Regions from separate parts of the Mus musculus genome. Here region 2 is linked to region 1. The links are chromatin contacts, called in public promoter capture Hi-C maps. All regions are on one chromosome and are shown on one strand. The core of a region is the stretch at or near the end of the contact, and the rest is flanking DNA. Distances in the headings are between cores, read along the strand shown. Region 1 holds the start of Adck1 (aarF domain containing kinase 1). Region 2 holds the start of Sel1l (sel-1 suppressor of lin-12-like (C. elegans)).

Region 1 (4,882 bases), core at 1,034-3,533:
TTTTCTTTATATAGATTTCAAATGCTATCCTGAAAGTTCCCTATACCCTCCCCCACGCCCTGCTCCCCTACCCACCCACTCCCACTTCTTGGCCCTGGCATTCCCCTGTACTGGAGCATATAAAGTTTGCAATACCAAGCGGCCTCTCTTCCCAGTGATGGCTGACTAGGCCATCTTCTGTGTAGCTGTTCTTATATACACCAGGAGAGCGCATCCAATCCCATTACAGATGGATGTGAAACACCTTGTGGTTACTGTAAATTGAACTCAGGACCTCTGGAAGAACAGTGTTCTTAACTGCTGAGCCATCTCTCCAGCCCTTGCTAACTCTCTCTCTCTCTCTCTCTCTCTCTCTCTCTCTCTCGCTGTTGTTGTTAAACAGTTTAATTTTTTTGACCTCCAGCTTTGTTTGTTTGTTTTTAAATAACTTAACAGTCACACCTCTAAGTTGGTGTACTATGTACAGATCATACAGAATGAATATGAAGAGATATAAATTGGTCATGCCAAAAAAGATTGACTAGAGTACAGAGTCATCTTCATAAATACATATAAAATTCTTATGAAGATAGAGGGGATTGCCAGGTTTTCTGAGGCACTTTCCAAAGTTATTCAAGGCACAAAATATACACCATTGTGAATATACATATTCTAGACTTTGTGTCTCTGACACAGCCCAAAGATTTGGCTTCATGGCTATTATAACACTAAATATACTGAATGAAATGGTTTCTTGGGTGAAAAAGCCAGACCAATAACCATCATATAGATAATTACTCCAAAATATGGAGAATACAAATACAAGCACTGTATTTTAAAAAGCAAACACAAAAGATCATGTAAATCCAAAAGTGTTAATTGTTTCAAGTTTCCATTTTGGATCATTTAGAATCTAGACAAGTTGGTTCCCAGCTTATCCATCACTTGTCTGTAGTAAGGAAAATGATTCTAAAAAGTCAACATGGTTTTCAGTATTTAAAAAATAGGTAAAAAGTATGTAAAAGCCTCGAGAGACCAATAATATCCAATAGCTTCAAAAGATAAACTAAAGACCCTTAGATGTAATCAACTTTACCAACATCTGTCCGTGTCTGTTTAATATTTACAGGGAAAATATACTCACTATAATTTTTTATAGAATGGCAAGTAGGAAGTTGATGTAGGAGATGTAGAAGGGCAAAGAGAACTCAGAAAGTCTTTCTATTATGTAACTTTTGCTTTAGAATCATCAAAAAGCAACTACTTCCCCTCATACTCCTTTAAGTTTTGCACTGCATAGGAAATTTCATTCTCAACTCCATTCATGTTAACGCCTGTTGGGTCACTGGAGTCTTCGTTCCTGTCAGATTCGTGGGTCCCATTAGTATCATTAGTTTCAGAATTTCTATTGTCAGTGAATGGGGTCCCAACCACCTTATCAGGATTAGATGTTTTGTTGGACAGCTCATAGTCTGCTTTGCTCTTTTGTCCTCCAAGAAGTCCAATACCTTCTACATTTTTTTTATTGTTGTTGTTCAAAACCTTTTCCACCAAATCTAATTGATACTTCATCGTCATAATTTTCAGCCACCCCCTTGCTTCCTCCTCATTCAGTGGCTCTGTCTTACCTATTTCACACATCTGGTCAACCACAAAATTCCCCTCATCGAGTTCTAGACTGTTAAAAGCCAGGGACTTTAACAGATGCAGTAGAGTTTGTGCCCACTACTAATAGTAATGCCACTGTGCATTGCAACAGCAAATAATCCATAGCTGTCATTAGTCGGCTTGGTGCTCCATTCTTCTAGTGACAGCTTAAGAGGTATCAACAAAGGAGTGTTGGTCTTGGAAAGTCCACCACCATAACAATCAAACTCCAGTAGCAGCAAAGCATTTCAGATGAATAGTGATAATAGGCATTTTGTCAAACCAGAGACTTCGCTTTGCTTCCGTATAATAATGGCAATTTTCACAGAAATATTTAACCTCTCCTACAATTCTCTCCACTGAAACAAGGTTTCATTTCATTTCTCTCAAGGTCTTCGTTTCAACAGGAATAGCTGACTCACTCATTAGAATTCTAATTAGAATCTAATGCCTACTTAAAATCTACAGATCCAGAATTACATCATCCATTAAACATGGATCTATACTTTGACTCCTTAAATTATTCTCAGTATGATTCTTTGTCGGTATCTTAGCAGACAAGGAAAGGTTTTCCTCTGGCTCAGGGACCACAGCTGTGGCCTCTAGTCTAAGGAACAGAAAAGAACTACAAATCCCGGCAGGCCTCGCGGCACCGGCTTCTGTAGGCGCTCTGGTGGCGAAAGCACTGTTTCCTGGAATTTGGGTTCCGGGCTGCGCGGCGCAGCTTCCCTACCCTCTGGTGAGTAGCACCCGCGCACAGAGTCCTGGCCAATCCCGCTGCCAGATTGTGCGGGACGTGGAGAGCGGTGGGTCCGGTGCAGATGTGCTCCGCGACGTTTGAGCTCAGGCTCTGCCGCCCAGACGAAGCTGGGAGGAAACTCGAGCCTGTGACCCTGTCACCCTAGCTGGCGAAACCACGTGGTTCAGGTGACTCGCAGTGCCCCGCCCCCTTGGCTGTGACTCTCTCGCTCGGTGTCCTAGAGGTCCTTAGTGTGGACTGGCCACTTGGGTGGCCCAACCTTGCGTGCCCTGGAGTAGGCAGAGGTGAAGAGGGGCTACGAGTGGCTCCGCCGGCAGCCTTCAGACATCGGTGACCTTGTGGGCTCCCACGCAGAGGTAGCTGGGGCGATGAGCGTGGAGTGGTGAAGAGCAGGGGCCTCCCCAGAAGTCAGGTCACCTAGGCTTGCTACAGGCTCCAGTCTCCTTAACTCCCCAGTACCTTGGAGACTTCCAGTGCTTCCAGCAGATGTGCGGAGAGAAGACTTTCATAGTACAGCTGTCCCAGACTTCGTTGACATTTACTTGCCACGAAAGTGAGAAGCTTAGCGCTTAGTAGGCGCTCAAGATATAGTTGCGGAGTTGCTAGGAATTGGATTTTGTCCTGTGACAATTTTTCTTTAAGCGTCTTCTTGTCACTGTGGTTCACAGGCTGTGTGTATGTAGTGTGCAGCAGAGTGATGTGGAGGGCTTGTTACTACACAGAATTCAGCCCACTTCCTCTTTAAACTTCTGATTTTAGTGTGATATTTGAACTCTGGGATCGGCATGTCCAACATGAACCCAGGAGATGCCATGTCGCTACCCCGGGGACTATAAGTTTGAATGCTATTTTATAAGAAAAAGTCCATATCGATTTGTCACACTGGGTTATGGTGTGTGTGTGTGGGGGTGGGGGGTGGGGTGGGGGGTGGTTGTGTCCCTGTGGCTAGCTTCGATATTGTAGTTGTAGCACTCATGGCACCTGCTTTACACACTGCAACCCAACCCCATTACTTTATGTACATATATCCATGTAGTTTTGCCACCTGGGTCCTTTTTATCCTGGATTATATTCTCTCTTATTTTACTGTGGTATTTGGCTGATACTCAACGGGCCTTATGGTGTGAGATTTTAACTTCTGAGAGAATTTATCACACTTTATTTCTTTCCAAACATACCCCCTCAGTCCCCTCCTTGCCAGAGACTGGACTGGTGAATGGCTAGAGTGCTTGGTATAGCCATCCATCCCTGTCTTGTCTCCCAGTAGGACACACCCTGCCTGGGTTATCTAGGACTAAATGTCCGAGACAGAGAACCACTGGCCACTCCAGCCAATTCCTTGTTCATATGCACTCTGTTGGCGGCACAGACACACGTGGACTCTAGCATTTGTTCCCTTGGCTCCTTTGGGCAATTTCTTCTACTGCCTTGTCTGTAGAGTGAAGCTCCAGTGGTCTGTACTTGAGAATCTAGTTGTGCAAGTTATGTGAGCTATTTATTTGAGCACTTCTGGAAGCTCACTCACTTCTCTTACCTGCTGCCCGCTGCTCTTGCCCTTGAGTTGTTAGTCCCCCTTCCTAAGGTGAGCTGAGTGGAAAAAGTTCTCTTGTGCTGGGGGAGATTTATCTTGCTTATCTGCTGAGAAACCTTGGCATTGGTCTGGGATTCCTTAGTTTAATTAGTATTGATCCAAGCAAGTTCTGTCCATTACACACTAAGAAGTGTAGTTAAAACTCACTCTTGCATTGAACGTTACCTAACTGTAGGATGGGGAAGACTGGGAGCCTCCTCAGGCCATGTTCCTGGGCATGGATTCGTCATTGCCTGCTTTCTCCAAGAGTATATTTGGGTCTTTTCTGGTTTGGAAAGTGTTCCAGAAAGAAAAACAAAAACAAAATGTATATTTGCCCAATAATCTCTATAGGAAATGGAAGGTAGCCAGGGTCACTGTTGGGGACAAATAGAGTTTTCTTCCTAAATGACTCCCCTCAGCAGGGTTCTCTTCTTCACCGAGGTGGTGTGGAGGTGGGGGTGAGTGGGGATGTAATTTCAGACCTGCATTCTCAGGGTGTCACCTGAGGAGGGGCAGGGAGTAGATGGTAGTTGGGAAGTCTATTTACATAAGTGCTTGGTTTCTTCATTAGTTCTATCCTTGAGATGGGCTTTTAAAAGAGGATTTATTTATTTATTTTGATTTCATGTGCACTGTCTGCATGCAGGTCTGAGGGAGTGTCTGATCTCTTGAAATTGGAGTTACAGACAGTTGTGAGCAGCCGTGTGTGCTCTTAACTGCTGAGCAAACTCTCCAGCCCCCGAGATGGACATTTTTAATTGATCACCTACTTGTCCGGCTTCCTGAACACATGGATTCATGAGGAACTGGGGTGTCTCCTCTGGCCCTGAGACAGAGTTCACTGTCATTGATTTGATGATTAAGCAGCTATACCACTGCTTCGGGCTCAAATGTGTTATTTCTAGTGAGGACTATTGCTTGAT
Region 2 (4,882 bases), core at 1,535-4,034, 3.5 Mb after region 1:
ACAACTTGCCTCAAATACCTGGCAGTGTAGCTAATGTAAAGACTGTGACACCCATTCTCCTAATCTCTCGCAGTCTCTCCCCACCCTGTCTCTGCATTGAACTCAGGCTGCCCCAGTGAACACGAGGGGAGCTAGCAGAACCGATAGGGAACACTCCCAGCTCAACGAGGCCCGTGTTTCTAGGTGAGAAACATGAACACCTTTTCACTGTTACCTTGAGAAAAGTATGGAGAAATGTGTGTGTGTGTGTGTGTGTGTGTGTGTCCTCTCAATTTATTCATTTACAAGAAAAAGAAAGCAACTTTAATCCAGGTATCATGCTTTTACATGTTGCTAAGCCAACATATTAGATGATGTTTAACAACAGTGACGTCACTGACGTGGTTGTAAGTTCAACCTGCCTTGGATAAGATTTAATATTAAACACAAAATTACAACAAAATGTAACTTTTATTAAGAGCAAACCTTTAAATCTAAATTTCAAAAACGAGGTTAAAAATAAGCAACTGAATGCATGCCATGGAGAGCTGAAAAATCCAAGCCTTTAATTTATAAAGCTCTTTATCAGATGTAAGTCGAGAAAAGCTAGTGTTTGATACATAGAAATGCCAGGTCCCGGGACACCCCATCATGTCCTAACCCTAGGGTGCCCAAACCCAAGCACTGCAAAGTCCCTTATATAAAGTAGGACACTATTTGCAGACACCGTCCATCCCTTCTTAGAAGCTAAGTGTTAACCAGTTATTATACTGTTTAGGAAATAAGAAATGGAAATAAAAAGTCCACGCAGGTATAGAAGAGTTTAACCCAGAGGAGGCCTGAATCTGATAATGTGGAGCTTTGCATGAGCAGGGGCACTGGCCTTCGCTCTCTCACATCCTGCAGTTTTGTAACTGTAGCTTGGGCTAAGTTTATGCCTCTACCAGAGAAATGCTTTGGCATGGCTGTCGCTGTGACAGAACTCTGAGTAGACATTTCTTAAAACTCTGCACTCCACTTATACTCATACAACCCTAATATTTAACACTTGAGTGCTAAGTATTGTAGAATAGCTAAGAGACTTAGAACCAACCGGAGAGCGTCTCTACTGTCCAGAGCTCAAAGTACATGCAACAGAGCTGACGGACGAGGCAGGAAAAACTGTTGTGTTCGAACAGCCTTTAAACTCTGCAGATGGGAATTTCAGAGGGATGTAAGTTATGCTATTTGATTACTGGAATCTTCGCGCTTCAGTGTGAAGAGTCACAGAGCTCGTTCATGTATGGGTATGTGGTATATTCTAGATCTAAAACTTAGCAAAACCCCAAGAGGAACTCAGCCCATCAGGTACTTTACCCAAGGCAAGGGCAGCTTCCACGGCATACTTCTTTTGAACAATACCCGCTAGAATTTCTGCCAGAGTCAAGTATTGTAGTCTTTAAAGAACTGCTCTTCAACACAAACTGTCATTTCAAATGAAGCAGGATCAACCTCAAGCATAATGCTGGCAGTAAAGTGGTTACCATATGCTTGCCACATTTGAAAGGGTGTCTCCAAACACACCGGAGACAGCATTTTGGTCTAACTCGATTTTAGAAGTAGGATGACATTATGGCTTTCATTTACAACTAGAACGGAGGATCTGGGGATTCAAATAACCATCTGGGGAAATTCGGGTTTTTTTTTGTTTTTTTTTAAAGATGACATTTACATTTTGCAGTGTTCCAGAAAAAAGTATAAAGCCACCCAACAGCTGTCTTGTTAAGCGAAACTGATTAAAAATCTCAAAGTCTTCCAGGAGTCAATGTTTATTCACTCTAAAACATCCTAAGTACGTTTAAGAGAAACATTTCTAAGACAGTAAGTTTTCTGATATAGGCAGATCAAAACATTAAAAAAGAAAATCCTTTGCAAAGAGGTAATGTAAGTCAGCTAGTCGAAAAATCAATTTAAAAGCACACGGCTTTTTGTACCTACAGAAAAGGGCAACATTATTTTCTATTAATTTTGAAAGAACTAAGTCTGTCTCAAAACCCATAAATAAAATGACTATCTACAAACTCAAAGACCATGGACACCGTGGCAGAGGTCACATTTTTCCCAGGACGCGGGGGACAAGTGACTACAATTATATCAGAGTTTTTTCTTTTAAAAACCAGACTAACAGATCAGGTGTTGAGCAATTCCTCCACTGTCAACATCCTAGTCCGGATGAACCCTGCTCTGCACAAAAGTGACAGCTCCAGGTATGTCAACTGCAAACCCCAGCGTGTCCCAGAGCCTGTGCACACATCACCTACGTGAAGGTAGAGGAATCTCTGAGGGTCTAAGCCAGCCGTCAGGAATCCCCTCCTAATTGGGCAATTCCTAATTCGTCAGAAGTCACCTAAAGTTTGCTGCGTGGGAGAGGTGTGGGCAGGGTGACCAGCCCTTCCTTATGTCCAGTTTCCTAAGCACCCTCTTCGGCCCAGGCTAACCGATGCCCAAGGCAAGAGCGAGTGACAGTCAGGGCGAGCAGTGCCCGAGACCGCTGAGCCCCGTGGCCCTGTCTCCACCGCGGTCGGGGGGCGGTGGCTCGGGGCCTGCTGCCCGAGGCTCGATACTGACCCGAGGTCGCGGCTGCCGAGCCCAGGAGCACCGCGCAGAGCAGCAGCAACGACAGCCTGACGCGGACCTGCATCCTGCTCTCGAAGGTCGAGAGCCCTCGCCGTCGCCGTCGCCGTCGCCGCGACCAACTCAGCCGCTGCCTCTGTGCCGCCGCCTCGCAGCCGCTCTTCCTGCTCAGGTTCCTTCTTCGCCCCTTCCCAGGCCTCCCTGGCCCAGAGCGCAGCCAATCCGCGCCCGCCGCTCCGTCCTCCTTGGCCAATGGCCGTGATCGCCCCACCCCACACATAGTCACGCCCCCTATGTCATCTTTTAGCCAATCATTGTGTACAGTTGTCATACCAGCTTTCCCGGTTGGACCACGGCCTCACCGACATGGCCCCAGCTAATTGGTAGCGCCTGAATCAGCGGCTCGAAGGCGGGGGAACCCTCATCCAGGACTACAACTCCCACCATGCACCGCACTAGATTTTTCTCGGCCGATGCTCTTGGGAGATGCAGTTTAGCATAAAGTCAGGTTAGAAGCCGCAGGTGGCTGAGGGCATAAGGAGTTTCAAGAAAATGATTCACTGGACTCTTGCGTTTGAACCAGAATAATTATCAAGGAACAGATATCAAACGGTTAAGAACTTGCAAGGTTGCTAAGTATTTCTTTTTAATTATTTTGAGAACTTGAACTGGACATGATATGAACGCTGAGAAATAAGCTATACCTGAACTGAAAATTTTAAATATTTAGTTAAAAAAAATACTTAAGTCTTAAAAAAAAAAAGCTTAGGTGAAGCAATACGTGAAGTTTACAGAGCCAGCAGTACAAGACAATGCCGCTTGTCATTTCCCTAATAAAACAAAAGGGAAGAAATTCCTACCAGTGGAGATTAGTTCAGCTCCTGTGATTGTTTTCACTAAGGCTTCCATATATATTAGCCACTCAATAAATGTTCTAACAGCTCTCCCAAACCCTTCAAACACTGGTCCTCATTCTTCTCTAGTGAAATATTGCAATGCTCTCTTTTTCCTTGACCAGAAAAGGGATTAGATGGTTTGTGTGGCCACAGAGGTGAGAGCCAAGGCACTTCAGGGATTGCAATAGTTATGTAGTAAGTACCGATGCACGCACAATCCCTTTGAGTGGCAGGGCAGCATCTTGATGCTTTTCAGTCTTCTTAATCAAATTGAATCCTTCTAAGATTTATTTTCCAGCACTGCATACAGAACTCAGCAGGGGGTTAGGGGGGAAAGTCTTTCCTGTCTCAGTGTCTTGACTTCTCTGAACACTTGTTTTCTATCTTTTTTGGCAGTCATTATTTTTAGGAAGATGTTAAAAAATTAGCTGCTGTACGTTTGCATCAGAGGGCATGGGGAACAGTTTCCCCCATGCCCCCCAACACCCCCTCAGTGTGTGTGTGTGCGTGCACCATGCGCATAAAGGTGTATAGGATGGAGGTTAATGTCAGGGTTCGTTCTCAATTGATCTCTACCTTCTCCACCTTATTTTTTGAGACAAGGTCTCAACATGGGCCTTGTTGATTCATCTAGCCAAACCCTGGTTTAACTAGGATGTCCCAAGGATTCTCATGTCTGCTCTGCCACAGTAATGGGATTCCAGGCCCATGCTGCTGTGCTTGCTTTTAAAAAACCTGGGTTCTGAAGGATGGAGCTAAGGTCCTCAATATTAGATCTCAGGGTGTCTGAATATTCAGAAATGAGCTCCAGCTGGACCACAGGAGGACTTCTGGTGGGTTGATAAAAGCCAGCATTCTTCAGAAACTTGTGAAATTGCTTTCCATCTGCCAAAAGGAATCATTTCTCATACCTCTGGCAGAAGTGACATACGGCTCTCCATTGACCTGGACCTGTGGCTGTATAGGAAAGCCTATGCCAGCCTCTAGGCGCTCTCAGTCTCTGCTCACAAGTACTTGTTGTACATTCCAAAGCTCTCTCATTGGTCTCTTGGCCCTTCCCTCCCAGAAGCTACTCACCCTCCTTATAGCTCACTATTCTCTACTCTTCCTGCAGGCACCCCAACCCTTATTATTCTCCCCGTCTGCCATCTCTTGCTGTCTCCAAGATTCTCTTCCTCTGTCCTGCTTTCCTAGGCCAGGCCATACACAGCCTGCTTCCCTTTCTGTTCTGGACTCTTCTAGATGCATCTGGCTGTTTTCCTGCTTATATAAACAACTAAAACCTTAACCTTATCATGGAGTGGTCATGTTGGCTGTTTCTTTACTAACAATCTGGATATATCTATATCTGTATATGTGTATATAGATAGATATAGATATAGATATATAACTAT

What was found. Promoter capture Hi-C pulls out the DNA fragments that hold promoters and counts their contacts.
Region 2: a promoter capture Hi-C map of pre-B cells shows a contact between it and region 1. The contact joins the promoter of Sel1l here to the promoter of Adck1 in region 1. A contact is called at or near these places in 2 of 39 promoter capture datasets (cranial neural crest and pre-B cells).

Annotation. Positions count from the first base shown.
Region 1 is chr12:88,358,231-88,363,112 of GRCm38.p6, forward strand. It overlaps Adck1 (aarF domain containing kinase 1), which reads left to right and starts at 2,284. Exons shown (of 11, transcript NM_001277297.1): 1 at 2,284-2,365. It also overlaps the pseudogene Gm5655.
Region 2 is chr12:91,846,373-91,851,254 of GRCm38.p6, forward strand. Sel1l (sel-1 suppressor of lin-12-like (C. elegans)) reads right to left here and starts at 2,785. Exons shown (of 21, transcript NM_001039089.1): 1 at 2,587-2,785. The coding sequence starts at 2,659.